2 separate regions of the Rattus norvegicus genome follow, and region 1 is linked to region 2. A link is a contact called in public Hi-C data. All regions are on one chromosome and are shown on one strand. The core of a region is the stretch at or near the end of the contact, and the rest is flanking DNA. Distances in the headings are between cores, read along the strand shown.

Region 1 (2,700 bases), core at 155-2,654, 180 kb after region 2:
GTCGTGGGGTAAATAGTAGTGACCTCTTTTAGAAACAGGTTACCTTCTGTTTTCAGGGCTGCAGTGCTTTACTTTGAGACTGTTTTGCTGTTCTCTTCCTGCGCTGTCAGAGTGTCAGTGGGGCTGGCCTAACCCTAGCAAAGGGGGCTTGGAAGACACTTGGCATAAACGTGCTTGGGCCTGAAGTTGGGACACAGCCTTGTTTCCAGAGCCAGGTACTGGAAACAAGCTCAAATAGCATGTAAGGATTTAACAATATAATGCACCCATCCTGATTGTCATACCAGAAGCCACCCAGAACACTGTAGTCAGGGGTTCCTGAGACTTCTGGCCCACTGTTTGGTTCTTAGCAGTTTCACTAAAGATGCTTGCGTAGTTTTGAGGGTAGGATCTTGATCGTATGCTTCCCTGGGCTTCTGACTGTATTCCCTCAGCGTAGCTCATTGCTTCAGGGGAATCCCTGGCCTGTGCTAGGTATGTGACACATAGTGTTCTACAAATATGGTAAGGACTGTGACCCGTGAATTGTGGCCTGCCATTTATACCTCTTGGCTTGCCTACACTACACTCTGGGATGATATTGAGGACAAATGGGTAACTTCTGATTCCCCAAAGGAGGAAAACACAGAAGTCAATTACTGTGAGAATGAAAAGCCACCCAGGAATAAGTTGTCAACAAAGTATTCTGTGTGCATGTAAGTGTGTGTGTGTGTGTGTGTGTGTGTGTGTGTGTGTGTGTGTGTGTGTGTGTGTGTATTCAGGCACACATGCCACGGTGCTGATGTATAGGTCAGAGCACTACCTCAGGCATTGGTCTGCACTTTCTACATTTTCTGAGTTAGGGTCTCTTGCTTTCCTCTACTCACGCTGGGCTACTTAGCCCATGAAGCTTTCAGGAGGTTATGCTGTCTGGCTTTTATGTGGTTTCTGGAGATTTGAACTCAGGTCCTCACAACTGAATCACAGATACTCTGCTGACCAATCTGCTGTCCTCAGCCCATTAGCTGTTTTAGAATTGCTAGGGCTGCGCTCAGTGTAGTGTAGCACACTGCTTTAATCCCTGCATTAAGGAGGCAGAGGCAGGCCTCTGAGTTCAAGATGAGCCTGGTCTACATAGTGTTGTCCCCTCTTGCCTTGGCTTACTGTGTGGGCTGGTTTAAAGCAGGGTTAGACAGCTTTGCCTCCCATCTTCACTCTTTCACACTGACACAGTATTAGTTGTTGATTGTGAGTTAAAAAAAAAAAAAAACAACAACAAAACCAGGAAAGCTTTATTGGAGGCTGGGGAGAGGGCTAAGGGTAAAAAGCGTTGCCGTTTTGCCTGAGGGACCAGATTCCATTCCTTGAACCCATATGGCAGCTCACAAGTATTTGACTCCTGTTCCAGGGGATCTGATGACCTCTTCTGGCTCCTGGAGGCACTGCATGAGTGTAGTGTACAAACACGATTGCAGGAGACAGCACCACTCGCCTCTTTATCTGCACCACTTTACACCTTAGGTTCTATCTCTCTGTCTGCCTGCTTCTCCCTCCCTCCCCCGTCTGTCTATTTCTCTCTGTGTCTTGCATGTACACACACACCCCAAAAAAGCAAAACAAAAACAAAATCAGCCCTTTAAAAATACTCTTACTAAATTGAAATAGTTCTTCTTTGTTTCTTTTTAATTACAAACAGCTTTTGGACTTCATTTTCTTGGGCGTTATCTTATGTTTAAAAATACATTAAATTCACTATCTAAAACTTCACTTTTGTGTGTGTGTATGTGTGTGTTTGCATGCTTATATGGGTATACTTGTGTGACAGTGTGCATGTATACTTGAAAAGTATGCAGTTCAGGTTTTTTTTTAAATATCAAAAAGTGTTCACTCATCCTGCTTGTTTAGTTTGTGATATTTTATTACTTCCAAGCAACACACATTCATAAAACCTGGAAACTTAGTGTTTAGCCAATAGGTATGTTCTATCCATACTAAGTTTCTAAATCAATCTCTCTCTCTCTCTCTCTCTCTCTCTCTCTCTCTCTCTCTCTCTCTCTCTCTCTCCAGAGTGTCAATGTGTAGCACTGTCCTGGAACTTGATATGTAGACCAGGTTGGCTTTGAACTCACAGAACTCCTACCTCTGCTCCCCAAGTGCTGGGGTCAAAGGCATGTACCATCATGCCCAGTCTTGGCCTTACCTCAGCTGACTCTACAATAGTGTCTTTTCAGTGATCTGTGTCATTCAGATTCTTAGTTGAAATTGTTCAGCACGTGGCCAGTGTTAAGATGTGATGAGTGTTGCTCAGTGAATAGTGACCAGAGTGTGAGTGCGCATGCTTCCCAGTCAGAAGTGTAGCCAGTGTTAGGAGCAGCTAGCAGATAACTGAAATAGGTAGATACCCTTTCTGTGTGTCTTCTTTTATCATTCTTTAGTTTTGCAACCTGGGGCAAGCAAGCAAATTCCTGGCAGTGCCTGCTTGCTGTTTGCTTATCTGAGGAATAAAACCCCCTGTGGAGATTTGCAGAGCAGTGAGATGATGTTCAGGACTCTTAGCACTGTGCCTAGATGGAACTGGTACCCACCATGATTGGCTGGCCAGCTGACCTATAACAAAACGAATACTGTATGAATAGAAATTCACACTTGTGATTTAAAAAAAAAACTATTTGAAATTATTAGAATATGCATTGAAATTTTCCTCAAAAGTACCATTTTTAT
Region 2 (2,700 bases), core at 187-2,686:
ATCTCATTATTCTGGACTTTCTTTTTCTTTCATTCCTTTTTTTTTTCCCTCTGAGGCTGTCTTTGAACCCTCCATCCTCTTGCCTCTGCCTCTGGAGTCCGAGAGTTGCAGATGTGACACTACCCCAGCTAGGATTCTTTTCCAGGTTCTATCTTCATATGTATTTCTGACTTTGTTCCTCTCAAAAACAAAAGCAATACTTCAAATACCATTGAAAAGTTTGCCTTAGGCCAGGAGTTAGTGTGCCCTCCCTTCTCCCATGAGACATGGTCTCACTATGTAGCTCTGGTTGTCTTGAACTCAATATATAAACCAGGCTGCCTCTAACTCACAGAGATCCACCTGCCTCTGCAGAGATTAAAGGTGTGTCATCATACCTGGTCTTCTTATGTTAATTTTGTTTGTTTCAAGACAGGGTTTCTCTGTGTAGGCCTGGCTGTCCTGGAACTTACTTTGTAGACCAGGCTGGCCTCAAATTCACAGAGATCTGCCTCCTGATGCTGGGACTAAAGGTATGCACCACAATGCCTGCTCATATGTTAGTTTTTTTACACTTATATTACACCTGGCCTAAGTGCCCCATTGTTTGAATTAAAGAATACATGGGCTGGAGAGATGGCTCAGTGGTTAAGAGCACTGACTACCATTCCAGAGGTCCTGAGTTCAATCCCCAGCAACCGCATGGTGGCTCACAACCATCTGTAATGGGATCTGATGCCCTCTTCTGGTGTGTCTGAAGAGCCACAGTGTATACTTACATAAGTAAATACATACATACATACATACATACATACATACATACATACATACATACGTAAACCTTAAAAAAAAATACTTCAGGTTAGAGATGTAGCTTATCTGATAAAGTGCTTGTCTACCATATACATGCCTACAATCCCAGCACTAGGAGATGGAGGCAGGAGAATCAGGAATCCCAAGAGGTCATTCTTAGCTACTGAGTGTGAGACCAGTTTGAGATACCTGAGACACTACCTCCCAAAGAGGGATGACGACAGTTGGGGATGGGAAGGCATAAGTGTATAGTTTTAATGCCAGCACTCAGGAGGCAAAAGCAGATGAATCTCTTGAGTTTGAAGCTAGCCTGATCTATGTATGCTCTATAAAGCCAGCCTGGTCTACAGGGAGACATAGTGACACCCTGTCTTAAAAAAAAAATTGATGGAGGTGGGAGGAGAGGTTCCTTGGTGATTTAGAGACCTGTAATTCTTACAGAAGGCCTGGGTTCAATCCCTAACACCTACATGGTAGACCATAACCATCTGTAACTCCAGTGTCAGGGGCATCCATCAGGCTGTTCTGGCATCCAAGTGCACCTGCAAGTTTCACTAGTTTTACAGTTACATGGTTCAGCAGGTGTCTTCCTGTGCTTCCAGAAGAGGAACCTGTGCCATGAGAGATGTTACATCTCTGGCCAGATGGTGCCAATTTTAGAATCTTCCTAGTTATAAATAAAGCTGTCCACTCTCTGATGCCCAGAAAAAGCTTCTCAAGACATTTGAGACTTGCCAAACATGGTTTCTGTGCAAATGTTCCCACGTTACTGCTGCAGCCCTCCAGCCATTTCATTTAGTTTCTTCTGAGAAGCTAAGTGAGCACACAGGTTGGGGTTGAAGTTGATGTGGGCAAACAGAACTCAAGAAAAACTCCTGCTAATCAGCCAGCAGGAGAGTGGTACGGGGGCGGTGGTACAGGGTGAACAATGGCAATTTGTTTCTTCTGAGGGAATATGACATTGCCTCTTCTCAGTAAATGGTATTGTACTGTGGATGGTTTTCGTTTGTTCGTTCGTTTGTTTGTTTGTTTGTTTTTAATTTTTGTTTGTTTTTAAGGCAAGGTTGTGTAACCCAGCTGTTTATATGCTTGACTCATGTGGAGCCTCTTAGGAGGTCTGACCTTGTTGGAGGAAGTGCATCACTGTGTGGGTGGGCTTCGAAGCTCCGTCCAGTGCAGAATGATGAGTGTTGCCCTGTTTGCATTCAGAATAACATGTAGAACTCTCAGCTCCTCTAGCACCATGCCTACCTGGATGCTGCCATGTTTTCCTGCCTTGATGATTGGACTGATGAATGGATTGAACTTCTGAACCTGTAAGCCAGTCCCAATTAAATGTTGTCGTTTATAAGAGTCACCTTGGTCGTGGTGTCTCTTCAGAGCAATGGAAACCCTAAGACAACAGGCTTGCTTAGAATTTGAGGTCAGAGCTTAAACTGACCTTGGCCTCCCACCCCTCCCGCCCTAAGCTCTCCAGTGCTGGCATTATGGATGTGCATCACCATGCCTTTGGTTGTGTGTGTGTTTTGAGACAGGGTCTCCCTATGTAACCCAGACTGGCTTAGAGCTAAAGATAAACGTCAAGATAAATCAACTAGCAAAATAAAGTGTATGTGCTCCTGGCAGAGCTGGTGACCTGAATTTGATGCCCAGAATCCACAGTTGAAAGAGAGAATTGGTTCCCCAAATCATCTCCTCTCCTTTGCACATACTCACTCACTTTTCACATATAGTGAAAAATAAAATCATTATTGATTTTTATGTGAATTAATTTTTGCTTACATGTATATAAGTGCACTGTGTGTGTGCTGTGTGTCAGAGAAGGCCAGGAGCAGGTATCAGATCCCCTGGAATTGGACTTATGATCAGTTGAAAACGGCCACATGGGTGCTGGTGTAAGACCCCAAC

Evidence for each region. Hi-C and Micro-C count contacts between places; a contact is called where the count stands out from the background.
Region 1: a contact with region 2 is called in a Hi-C map of hepatocytes, with 2.8 times the contacts expected there. The contact joins two enhancer-like sites. A contact is called at or near these places in 7 of 12 Hi-C or Micro-C datasets (the A7r5 cell line, Schwann cells, hepatocytes and 3 more) and 1 of 1 datasets of contacts at active chromatin or transcription factors (oligodendrocytes).

What each region holds. Positions count from the first base shown.
Region 1 is chr13:32,136,632-32,139,331 of GRCr8, forward strand. The region is part of intron 8 of Clasp1 (cytoplasmic linker associated protein 1); the gene reads left to right. Among named protein-coding and RNA genes, the nearest start is that of Clasp1, 92 kb to the left of the region's middle. Within about 2 kb of position 1,405, at least 3 of the 93 cell types and tissues checked have an H3K27ac peak or open chromatin away from gene starts, as enhancers often do.
Region 2 is chr13:31,961,520-31,964,219 of GRCr8, forward strand. No RefSeq gene overlaps it. Among named protein-coding and RNA genes, the nearest start is that of Nifk, 17 kb to the left of the region's middle. Within about 2 kb of position 1,437, at least 2 of the 93 cell types and tissues checked have an H3K27ac peak or open chromatin away from gene starts, as enhancers often do.